Linked DNA regions of Mus musculus: region 1 is linked to region 2. Evidence: chromatin contacts called from public Hi-C data. All regions are on one chromosome and are shown on one strand. Each heading gives the region's core, a stretch centred on a gene start, on an enhancer-like site or on the middle of the called end of the contact. The rest is flanking DNA. Distances are from core to core; before and after follow the strand shown. Region 1 holds the start of Pir (pirin). Region 2 overlaps Bmx (BMX non-receptor tyrosine kinase).

Region 1 (5,629 bases), core at 1,495-3,994, 36 kb after region 2:
CTTGGCAATCAATTAAATGGACATAGGTACTTTCTGCAAAGTTAGTCACTAACCTGGAATATTTTGAAGATCTACCTCTTTTCTCCTATGACATGAAAACTGTTATTCTGTTTCCTATTTTTAAAAATAAACTAAAAGCTTAAAGACACTGGACTTTGCTTAGAATTTTGTGGATCAGGAAGTTGGAAGGAACAGTGTTGGGTGTTCAGGTTGTATCCATGTGGCTTTGACTGGTACAGCTGGGGCTGATCCATTTTCAAGGTGGTTTGTGTTAAAGAGCAGCTGGTTTCCATGAAGCAGGGTGTGGCACCTGCCAGGTCATTTCAGAGATTCCCTCAGAAATGGCACATTGACTTGGTCATGGCAGCCACAAGCTCTACCTAGACCCAAGAGCAAAAGGAGTAACCAGCATATTTTAGTGGAGTGTCGGAGTCATATTTCAGAACGAACTTGTGAGGTAGAAGCTACTGTTCAGCCCATTGTAGGAAAAGGGGATCTTCCAAAAAATCAATAAACAATGGCCTTAGAAAACAATATATAGGTGATTTTCAGGTCAAATGTCCTCCTAGACTTGAGGAAACAATTAGCACAGGTTGTCCAGAGAGCATGACATAGAAAGCAAGAGCCAAAAAGTGAAGTGAAAGTGAAGTAAGGCAAGTTCTAGACAGGCACAGGAAATTAACAAGAGACAGGTGTGTATGTGTGTTCATCCCTCCGCACCGCCACACAAGTGGCTGGGGCTGAGAACGTTCAAAGACATCAAAGAACTTTCTCCCAAGCCAGTGAGAAGCCACTGAGGGCTCCAGGCATTTGCTTTCTATTTGCCTGCCACTTGAAAAATGGTTTGGCCAGTGCTGAATCTGAAGGCAGGAGGAGTGGGTGGTGATTGGGGAAGATGGATAGAGGCCTTCAAAATGGGAAGGTTTGGATGCGCTGAACTCTCTGAATCCACAGGCTTTTGTGTTGAAAGAGTGTGAAGGCAAAGCTTGCAGTCCAAGCCCCAGCACCTGGTTGAACGTTGGACTGGTTGAGGAAATACAAGACAGTTTATTTATATGGTCTGTAATGTGCCAGCCAGGGTGTTCATACTTCTGTTTTATGTGGAAACTATTTCAGAAATAATTACAGATGGGAAGTACCAATACCTTATTAGTCCACAGCAGTTTGAAGTTTGCATGCATAATCTGTTAGTCTTGAATTGCTGAAGGTAGGCAGAGTCAGTTTGAACCCCACTGATATGAAAAGCTCAGGGAAAAGAGTTAAAAAACAGAATTTATTGTGAATGCGTTTTAATATAGATTTGGGTATCGGCATTAAGGAAGACAGATAGCCATTTCAAGAAAAGACTATATACACCCAAGTGTGGCCATGAATTGAGGCAGGGAGGGGAGAGTGCAACTTTATGAATTTGCATGTCATCCTTGTACAAAGGCCATGATATTTTCCTCTCTACTGTTCCCATTTTTAGTGTGTTCTGCCCAATTGAGCACCAAGGAAAAGTCTTTGTTCTTCCACTTCCCCATTCTTCTACAGCAGAAATCTGTAGTCTGAAAGGTAAGAATGCCTTTTCACATCTTGAGGTTGAAGAGCTTGGGGATCTAGCTCAGTTGGTAGATTGCTTGCCTAGAATACACAAAGCCCCGGGTTCAGTCTCCAGCACCATGTAAAACTGGGCACGCTGGTGAATGCTTCACTGTAACCCTAACACTTGGGAACTGTGGGAAGGAAAGTCAGAAGTTCAAGGTTATCCTAGGCTCTCTAGGGAGGTAAGACCAGCCGGGGATATGGGGAACCATGCCCCCCAAAAACCAGCTGAAATATAAAGTCAAAAGAAGACTTTCATGACAGCTGAGAATTGTACGAATTCAAAACATAATCTTATGAATTCTAATTTCATTATCCAAAATCAAATTTTTATTAAAACACAGCCACCACACTCAGCAGGCGTTGTCTCTGGCTGTTTCTGGCTACAAAAGCAAATGGGAGCAGTCTCCACGGAAGACCCACAGAGCTGGAAAGTAAAAAGACATTTACTGTTTATTCCTTTTCAGTTTCCCAGGCTCGTAGTTTTGTTTTTGTTTTGTTTTTTTTAAAGAGGCATCACTTTCACTCTTTTTCCAAGAAAAGACAATGAACTTCCGGGTATCTAAAGAACATTGCGTATGGTAGCCTGTCTTCTGATTAAAAGTCCTAGGAAAACTAGATTGCTTCCTGGCTGTGGACAAACCCTCACCTCCTGAGGCTAACTCTCTAAGGCCTGCTCTTGAAGCCCAACAAAACTCAAGCCCTTCTATGATTCCCTATTAGAGTGTGCCTTCTCTTTCAGCAGGAACAGAGATTCTTTGGTTCTTACATCTGCTCTGCCTCTGCCCCATTCTCATTGGCAAACAGCAAGAAGCGTATTTATTTATGAGAGATAACTGTGTAGTACCTATGCGGAGACATGCTCATTTCATTCTCATTACAGCCTTACAGTCTTGGTCCTGTCAGCTTTACCACGCTCATTTCACTGGGGATAATGCATAGAGAGGCTGAGTCACTCCCCCAAACGGGACAAGTGGTTAGAAAACATTCTTGCTCATACGAAGCGTTGGGTGACAAGATGACTTGAGTGAGGACAGGTTTTCCAAGAGATTCTAAGGGGCTGCAGAGCACTTGAGTGTCCCATACATTCCTGGGAGGCGGGCAGCGCGCCCCCAAGAGGCCGGGGTGCGCATCACTCTTTGGACCGACTTTCAAAAGGCAGATCCAGAGAGCCATGGGGCGGAGTCAGAGAATCCAAACCCAGGGTAAATAAAGGGTGTGTCCCCCGGTCCAAGGCCCCTGAGACCTAGAGACTCCCGCCTTCTGGAGGCCCGCAACAAAGCGCTGAGTCACGCTGACTGACGGCTGGCGCTCCGCAAACCTGTCCTCCCTTTGCTGTGTCCCTGCCGCTGTGGAGTCTAGGCACCTCCGACTGTGGCCTCCCTCCTGGGCCTGCGCTACTGCCCAGTGAGTGGCCTGGGGAACTCAGCCCTCGTGAGAGTGGTGTGTGTATGTGTGTGTGTGTGTGTTGGGGGTGGGAGGAATGCTCCGACCAGTTTTCATGATGCTGTCTTTCCCAGCTCACTACTGGGGCTCGGAGGGGAGCTGAGGGAGGGAAATGCTTAAATAGCCACCACGATTTGAGATGATAGCTTGGTTTTTCTCTTGGCAACACACTGCAATTAGTTAACTGCTTTATCCTTGTTCCTGTGTATAGGGCCTAAATGTGGGAGTCTGGAAGAAGCCAGAAAAATTAGGTGGAGGCAAAACTACTTACTAGTCGCTTATGTGTGGATGATTACGGGGCTGGACTCAGAAGTTCATTTCTGTCTCCCACATTTCATGGCCCAATAGATGCATGTTGTTTGCCTGCTAGAGAGGATCCGTTTTAGGATCTGCCTTCACAAACTGAAGGGTGCTTCTATGTTGAGTCCCTATAAAGAACAGCAGCTCACTTTCTTACAGCCCTATTTACATCCTTTGAGGCAGACGCTTCTTAATCCCATTGTATAGATGGAAAAGCTGAGACACACAGCATCCCAAATGAAAGCAGCCTGGAATGTGGCAAAACTGAGATGTAAATCTGAGGTGTCCAGTTCCAGAATCTGCCTGTTATTAAAGTGCTTCTCTTAGTTTAAGGAATCTTTGAAGGATTGGTTAGAGTTCATATGGTGATCAGATCTGGGGCTTGGAATTACTTGTCTGCAAACACCTGAAGTTAGAAGTGTGTGTGTGTGTGTGTGTGGGGGGGGGTGATTGTATTTGTTGTGTGATATTTCCTTGGTTAGGACTTAGACTTCAATCAATAATGGAACACTTTTGAATAATAAATGTAGTATATGTGTTGTTCCTGAATCATCGGTTCCATTGCCTGGGGTACTTCATAAATGGTTTGTCTGTGCTTTAGAGGACTTTATTAAGAAGTTCAAAGATTTCTTGCCTAAAAAATTACCTGCACAAGATCTACATAAAATTAAGTCAGCCAGTAAGAATACCAACACAGATGGGAGAAGGTTCCACGAAGTACCACCCCTAACTGAGGAACTTGGGCAGTTGGAGGCTGCTGGGGTAGGAAGTGTCAGTTCTCTTTAAGGAACTGACCCCTATTAGGATGCCCATGCTTCAGTAGATGACCCAACACCCATTCGTATAAGAATGGGCATCACTTAGTCTCAGTAGGCTATGGAAAATACAAGATTACATTGGGAGTGAGATGTGGAGCAGGGGTCTGAAAGGAGTTGGAAGGGGAACAAAGGGTTGCTATGATTAAAAAAACCCGCATTGTAAACATGCTTAATATTATTAAGAGATGAATTTTTAAAAATGGCCACGGACTTTAGAGATAGATGAGTATTTGAATTCAGTGGCCCTTGCAGATTTCCTTCCATGCCAGCATCATCATATTCTGGTGAGAGTCACATACCCCTAGTGTTTTCCATTTGCTTCCAGTATCACCAAAAGAGCTCCCACTTCCATCTTCCACCGCATGTCGTGGGGTAGCCATTGAAGGGTGTGTGCACGGTGTGAGGAGGTCAAGTATGCCTGCCACTGAAGGGAAGCGTAGAAAATGTTCTTTAGATATCCCTGCTGAGTTCTTCCAAAGAGTTGCTATTGTGAACTTTTGGACAAGATGACTGCAGGATTCTAAGAGGTAACTGCTAATAATAGGGTTCTAGGTACCTCGTAAATACTAATACATGCACACCATAGCTGTGTTTCTAAAAATCACCTAATCTAGGCCATGATCATAGTCAGTATTCAGTAAATTGCCACTATAAAGATTTGGAGCAAGTCTAATGTTAATATCCTTAGTTTATAATCTGTAGATATTTCCTCCATTGTGATTTCTTTTGTTGTTTATTGTCTTTCTTCTTTCTTTCCATCTTCTACAGCTCAACATCAGAACTTTCTTTATAAACTTCAAAATGGCATCCTCTAAAAAGGTTACTCTCTCAGTGCTCAGCCGGGAGCAGTCAGAGGGGGTAGGAGCACGTGTGCGCAGAAGCATTGGCAGACCCGAGGTACGCAGGGTGGATGAGTACATCCCACTTTGAGTTTTCCTTTCTAAAGCGACTAGTGGGATATTGAATGGGGATTTGGAGAGAGAAGGCCAAGCTGGTCTCAAGCTTCCCTGTGTTATTCCAGTGGGAGAAACATGGAACTCCACAACTGGGGCCCCGTGTGGATCAACACCAGCCTAAAGGAGGTTTCTAGTATGCAGATAATTAGGTTCTGGGTAGCAGGTGCAGCTCTGGGAGATGTGACTGGTCTTCTGTACATATCCATGTACTGGCTTGAGCTGAGAAGCATGCTGGCTGTCAGCCACAGCATGCATATCCTCAGATGTGCCCAGTGCATATCCTCTCCATCCTTGCTTACATGCTCATGCTTCAGTGCATGGGTAACTATGCATCTCAGCATCAGATTCCTAGGAAAAGCAACCTGATTGGCTGCACATGGGTCAGCTCTCTGTCTAATCACACAGAATAAAGGATTTGTATTTGTGCACCGAGGTCCAGCTCTATGCACCTTCGTGTGTGTATGTGGGGGGAGAGCATAAGGGAACTCAGAGACTGTACCTCTAGATGTTTTCCAACATCAGAGA
Region 2 (5,903 bases), core at 728-3,227:
AGATGGCTAGTGTAGAACGTTTAAAAATGTGCTGCTGGGCCTGGAGAGGTAGCTCGGTGGTTAAGAGCACTCCCTACTCTCACAGAGAGCTTCGGTTCAGTTCTTAGCACCCACATGGCAGTTCACAACTGGCTGTAATTCCAATTCCGAGAGATCCAGTGCCCTCTTCTGGCCTCTGTGGGCACTACACATATGTGGTACACAACATACATGCAGCCAAAACACTCATGCACATAAAAATAAAAAATATATAATATAATAATGTTTTTAAAATGTTGGTGATGTGGACAGAGCTATTCTTAGGGAATGATTTATTCTGGGTTGCTTTCTCACTTGTTAAAGTTGTCTGAGCCAGCATATCGCAGTACTTGAGTACTTCATGACTGAAGAGTTGATATAATCAGTGTGAGGAAAACCTTAACTAAGGAAACCTCAGTGAGGTCCACATATGTAATTCAGAGGCAAATTACATGGATATTTTTGGACTATATTTACCTTGCATGTAAAGCCTCATTGCAAACTTATTTCAAATGTGGTTAGTTTTTTATTTTTTTCTGCAAGCGGAAGTAAATTTTGAGTATAAAGTAGCGTCTCAATTGGATTTACCATGACATCTTTGAGGTGCTGTGAGAGGCGATATTTCTTTCCAGTTGGTTACTGCATGCAATGTCTTCCTCGCTGCCAGTAAAGGGATATGATTAGTGTGGTGAAAATGAAGGTTCTTAGAGAGCAGTCATACCTTCCACTGGCTCTTCTGCAAGGCTAGCAGATTAGAACGTCAGCGATTGCAGAGACGCTGGAATGGTGCATATCCAGAACCTAATTTTGTTTTATCTATCTCAGGCTATCTTTAGTTCTCTTGTCAGCCAGCCCTTGTCCATCTCTGTGTATGGCCAATCATCCCTGTGACTGACAGTAAAACCTGGAATGTATTAACTTAACAGACCTCTGGAAACATGAAATAAAAGGACAGCACTACTCGTAGAGTATGGAGATTTTTATTGTAGGTTCAAGGCAAAAAGCAGGCAGAGAGAAGAGTCCAGGGTGAACACGGCCAGCAGACTAAACCAGACCAAGAGAGGAGGGAAGGAGCGGGAGAGGATTAGGCCGACCAACCGAAGCAGCCCAGGCCAAAGTGTAGCCTGCCTTACATAGGAGGTAGAGAAGCTAGGCGAAGGGAAGCCTTAAGTTTCTCCCAGCGAGGGAGGCATTTAGGGTAGAGGTTGGGGTGGGGAATGCTGGGAGGGCCACAGGTATTGTATGGACACTGGGAGAGTTAGCCAGCGCCTGCTTTGGTATGTTAACAGGCACCTGGCTTAGCCACTTGTTGCTGGTTTTGTGAGACTTCGCAACCATTAGCTTCTACAAACCCCAAAGTTAAATTGTCATCTGGTAACATCTGAGGCCTATAACACAGGCGCTCCCTCCCTCTTTGCTATAAACCACCTCCACCACTAGGTTTTTACCCATTGAAAATGGTTTTGCTTCATGGCTTTTTTTATTGTTCTGTTTCTATGAGAAGTTCATAAAATTGCTATCTCATTAGAACATGGAATTTGAGGTGAGCTCAATTTGTGATCCTGGGCCATGGGCACTCATATCTGGCTCTAAACTCTTTCTTGTCCCCTTTGAGGTGACAGCTGGGTGGTTTTGTTGTTGTTGACGGTACATTTAAAAGTGTATGATGATTGAATGTTAATTGACAAAGCGATTTGCTTCAGCTAGGTCTTAACTTCAGCAGCAGGAGCCCTGGATCAGGAAACGGCCTGACTACCTTTGCTCTGCTCTCTTGTGGATGTGCACCACTCTGTCCTTTACATATTTGTTATGTATATTTTTCTCCTCTCTGTTGGTGTGATTAGAGCTAAAAATCTTGTACTTGCAACTCCTCCGGACACAGATGAAGCAGCAAGATTAGCGTAGACCTTTGCGGCTCATAGGCTCAGCTTTTAAGAGCACGAGGAATTGCTTACCTCCTCCTCAAGTCCAAAGGTTTCTTTGTCTGGAATTTAGACACCATTTCCTGTTTGCCTTCACAGGGGCAGGCTGCTTTGGCAAGGAAACGATCCTCTGGCTTTGTTTTAAGATATGCCAAGAGAATTCTAAATGCCCTCGTTTCTAAAATGCCTCCTCTCCACCTTCTTTACCAGTCTACCCGACCCCCAGAAGAGACGTTTGCCTTCCTCCTATGTCAGAAAATCTCATTGAAAAAGGCAAAGCAATTTATTTAGCCTTGTGTTTTGTTTTTACATTCAGTTTGTGTGTGTGTGTGAGAGAGGGGGGGGGAGGGAGAGAGAGAGAGAGAGGGAGAGACTTGCAATAGCTTGAAGTAGCAAGTTCACTCCTTCAATCATGAGAAATGTGGGACTGAACTCAGAGCCTCAGAGGTGACATGCCCTGAACTGGATACTCAGGCAGACAGCCATCTTGCCAGCCTAGATCTATACGGGAACGGGGCAAAAGACAATTAAATGTAGCCTTGCCTCCGCAGTTGGGTATAGACAATGCACTCGGAAACTAGTTGTACCCTAGAGCGGAAAACCACAATTTATTATTTTTAAAGACATTTAAATCCAATGGTATATACTTACGTTCTTTCAGGTTCCACATGACTCTGTATACAGTAAGGCATTTGCTTTAAGTAAAAATAGTGAGGGTAAGAAGAGTCAAGGAGTAGGAGATAAACTATGCGTCAGAGATAGGCTCTGCATTTAGTCTATGTAGAGACAGACACCAGCAGCCCTTGGCAAGGAAGTTGACATCTCTGAGAATGACAGAGTGGACAGTATGGTGGGGCTGAAGTCTAAGGCAGCAAAAAAGGAAGGGATAACACTTGACCAGTTGCTAGTCAGTTAAACACTTATTGAGCACCAAGACCCCAAAGACAGACTCACTTTCAATATACTTTCAATTCTGAGTTTGGATAGCATCATTGGCTGAAAACCTGAAAGGACTAAGTAAGCCTACCGTAAACTCACCCTTTTATATAAGGGAGACCTCTTATAGATTCTATGCTTAGGATTAGGCAGTTATTTGGAGGAATTGGGAGCAAGAAGGGGAGGGACTAAAATGCTAAAGCGATCATGAGGAATGTTAGATAGGATCATTGAAATATATACTCTCAGCTCCAGAGGGGCCACTGGGCTTCCCTACTCTTTTAGTTCAAGTACTCAATGTTTCTGGAAATGACCACCCTAGTTCAGCTAAGGCCTGCACTACCAGCTTTGAGGCTGTAGTCTGAGGCTACGGGACAATAGACATTCTATACTCTATATTCATATTCTGGGGAGCCGGCTTAAATGCTTAGCTTTACCTTTTCAGTTTTCTTACTTGCCACCAGTCAGGGCAGTCTTCCCTTGGAATATAGCGTATGTTGCTGGTTGGCTGGGAACCACAACTTTTCTTTGAATAGCTGTCATATTGGGGTAGAATGGCACCTGAAGATGATGCATCCATTTTGAGAACGGGAACTGCCCTTGGAATCTTCAGCTTTGCAGAACAAGAGATTTTATCATATTACAAAAGAGATACAGACCCATGAATAAAATATATGCCGGTTCCTACACAAAAGAGGGAAGATGGAAGAAAGGAAAAGAGGGAGGCATAGAGACAATATTAAGCATCAACAAGGATGTAGAACCACCGTTCACTCATGCTTTTGTTAGCTGGGAACTCATTTGCAGAATGTTGTAAGGCTGGGTGTCTCTAACCTATAGGGCAGCAATTATATATTATATCCAGTAGCAAAAATCCAACGATGTGTAAAAAAAAAATGGTCATAGTAGAATAATTAGAATTGGATAAAATGGAAACTGCCAAAACACTCATCAAGATGATACAACAGAAAATATATTGTTGATACAGTAGGCTGAAAAATGGCTTCCCTAGATGTCTATGTCCTAATTTGCAGAATCTGAGAATGTTTTTCATGGTGAAAGAGATTCTGCTGACTATGACTAAATTTAGGTGTTTTCGATGGAGGGATTATTCTGAGAGATAGAGATGAACCTGATATAATCAAATGTGCAAGGGATTAGGTAGAACATGTGACTATGTGAGTAGGGGCAGAGAGCAGAGAAGCTGCTGCCCTTCCAGTTCTGAAGATGAAGGACAGCATCTGGAACCACTGCAAATGTCAGCCTTCGGAGGCTAAGTAAGGCAGGCAAAGATTGCCCCTAAAGCTCCCAGAGGAAACATTAAGCTAGACTCATTTGTAAGCTTTTAAAATTCAGAACTATGAAGCAATAACTCAATAAATCATGTTGCTTTAAGTCATCAAATTTGTGGTAATTTGTTAGGACAACAATAAGAGAATAGTTCAGTAGTATAACCATATGATAGACTTCTATATGAAATGAGAATAAAATATAACCACTTATTAAAAATTAAAACTCCCATAACTGAACCATAAAAGACAGATAAGTGACTTAGTAATCTATCTCTATGCCTATCTCTCCTCCCTCTCATGTGTGTGTGTGTGTGTGTGTGTGTGTGTGTGTGTATCTATCTGTCTGTCTGTGTGAGGATGTGTTTGGGTAACTCAAGCAAACAATCAATGAGGTTGAACATCTCTCTGACTAGCAATTGCTCTTGACTAATGTGCTAACTGAAATAAAACCTAAGTACCCCTGACATTTCCTGATGTTCTATTAATCTGAGTGTGTTTTATGTAGATTGGTTCAGTTTTGGAAATTTACAAGCTGAGCATATTTGTGTACATTAGACTCTATTAAAAATTCATTCTGTATGAACTTTAAATATGATTTTTTTCTTGTATTGTATTTTCCTTCTTTTGTTTCAGGGCTAACATTTATCTAGAGTTGAGGATTCACAAAGGATGCCATCATTGATAAAATTCAAAGAAGGGTTCTCTCCAAAGATTGCATTATAAAATTATTCAAATGCAATCTGAGCAGAATGACCATAGGGCTGCCACCCTCTCCCCTCATTCAGAAAATACACTCTACCTAGTACTACAAGTACTGTAGTTGTATGTGCGCACATCACACACACACACACACACACACACACACACACATGATGGTGTGAAGAGGGAGGAGAGAAAGTGGGAGAAGTGTCTGCATAGGAATTTACGCTGCCATCTGCTCTGAGTAGCCACCTCCCTATGCCCTCTGTCTTAGAAAAGCACCAGCCTTCAGTCTTATGGCCCACTCTTACCCTGTGTCATCTCATCCTGACCCTTAACTGTAAATTATGCCCCAAAACATCTTGTTTCCAAATAATGTTACATTTTGAAATTCTGTATGGACACGAAACTGGAGAATGCTACCTAATGTATTTTTTTAATGAGTTGTTTTTGTCAGTTGTGTTGATTAGAAAAATGATATGTGTTTTTATCAGAAAGAGAAAAATATCAGAAATTAAAACACACCATAGATCAGAGATGCCACTTGAAACACCTCCTAGGATTAGAAAAGGCTGACACCTGCCTGGGAATCCTAAGAATTGAAGACCATGGCTATCAACAGAAGAAAGAGGCAGGCAAGTTGCATATATTTTAATGATCTAGATCTGTCTAAATATTGTTTGTTTTTCTGTAGAAAGGCTCCATCCTTGGTTACAAGTTGGCTAGAAACCGTCTTGAAGGGACCCTGTCCAAAAGAGGTGGGATCACCCAGCGTCAACTTGGGGTTTGACAAATGCTTTAAAGACTGAATGGCAAGACATCTCTCCTGTCACGAAGTTCCATCGCATCTGCCCCCTCAGCAGTACATTGATATAATTCTCTCATAAGATAAAAGATGTTTTGGAAAGTTCGTACAACTGCCATCACTACTAGATCATAATAGGACCATGTATAGCTATGGAAGTATGTCGTTTTTTTTTTCAATATATTCTTGTTACTTGGCTTTACCCTTATGGTTCCATGATCTCTGCCCCAA

The links. A called contact is a pair of places that touch in the nucleus more often than the background predicts.
Region 1: a contact with region 2 is called in a Hi-C map of liver, with 5 times the contacts expected there. The contact joins the promoter of Pir here to the enhancer-like site in region 2. A contact is called at or near these places in 2 of 39 promoter capture datasets (liver and macrophages), 11 of 484 Hi-C or Micro-C datasets (ECoMG-derived neutrophils, differentiating embryonic stem cells, embryonic stem cells and 4 more), 3 of 115 datasets of contacts at active chromatin or transcription factors (embryonic fibroblasts and embryonic stem cells) and 3 of 9 other capture datasets (adipose tissue, liver and pancreatic islet).

What each region holds. Positions count from the first base shown.
Region 1 is chrX:164,266,687-164,272,315 of GRCm38.p6, forward strand. Pir (pirin) reads left to right here and starts at 2,745. Exons shown (of 10, transcript NM_027153.3): 1 at 2,745-2,991; 2 at 4,917-5,045. The coding sequence starts at 4,950.
Region 2 is chrX:164,231,589-164,237,491 of GRCm38.p6, forward strand. It overlaps Bmx (BMX non-receptor tyrosine kinase), which reads right to left. Exons shown (of 19, transcript NM_009759.4): 7 at 3,314-3,489; 8 at 607-678. Among named protein-coding and RNA genes, the nearest start is that of Bmx, 24 kb to the right of the region's middle. Within about 2 kb of position 1,978, at least 9 of the 459 cell types and tissues checked have an H3K27ac peak or open chromatin away from gene starts, as enhancers often do. A contact at or near this core is called in liver, where this site is marked.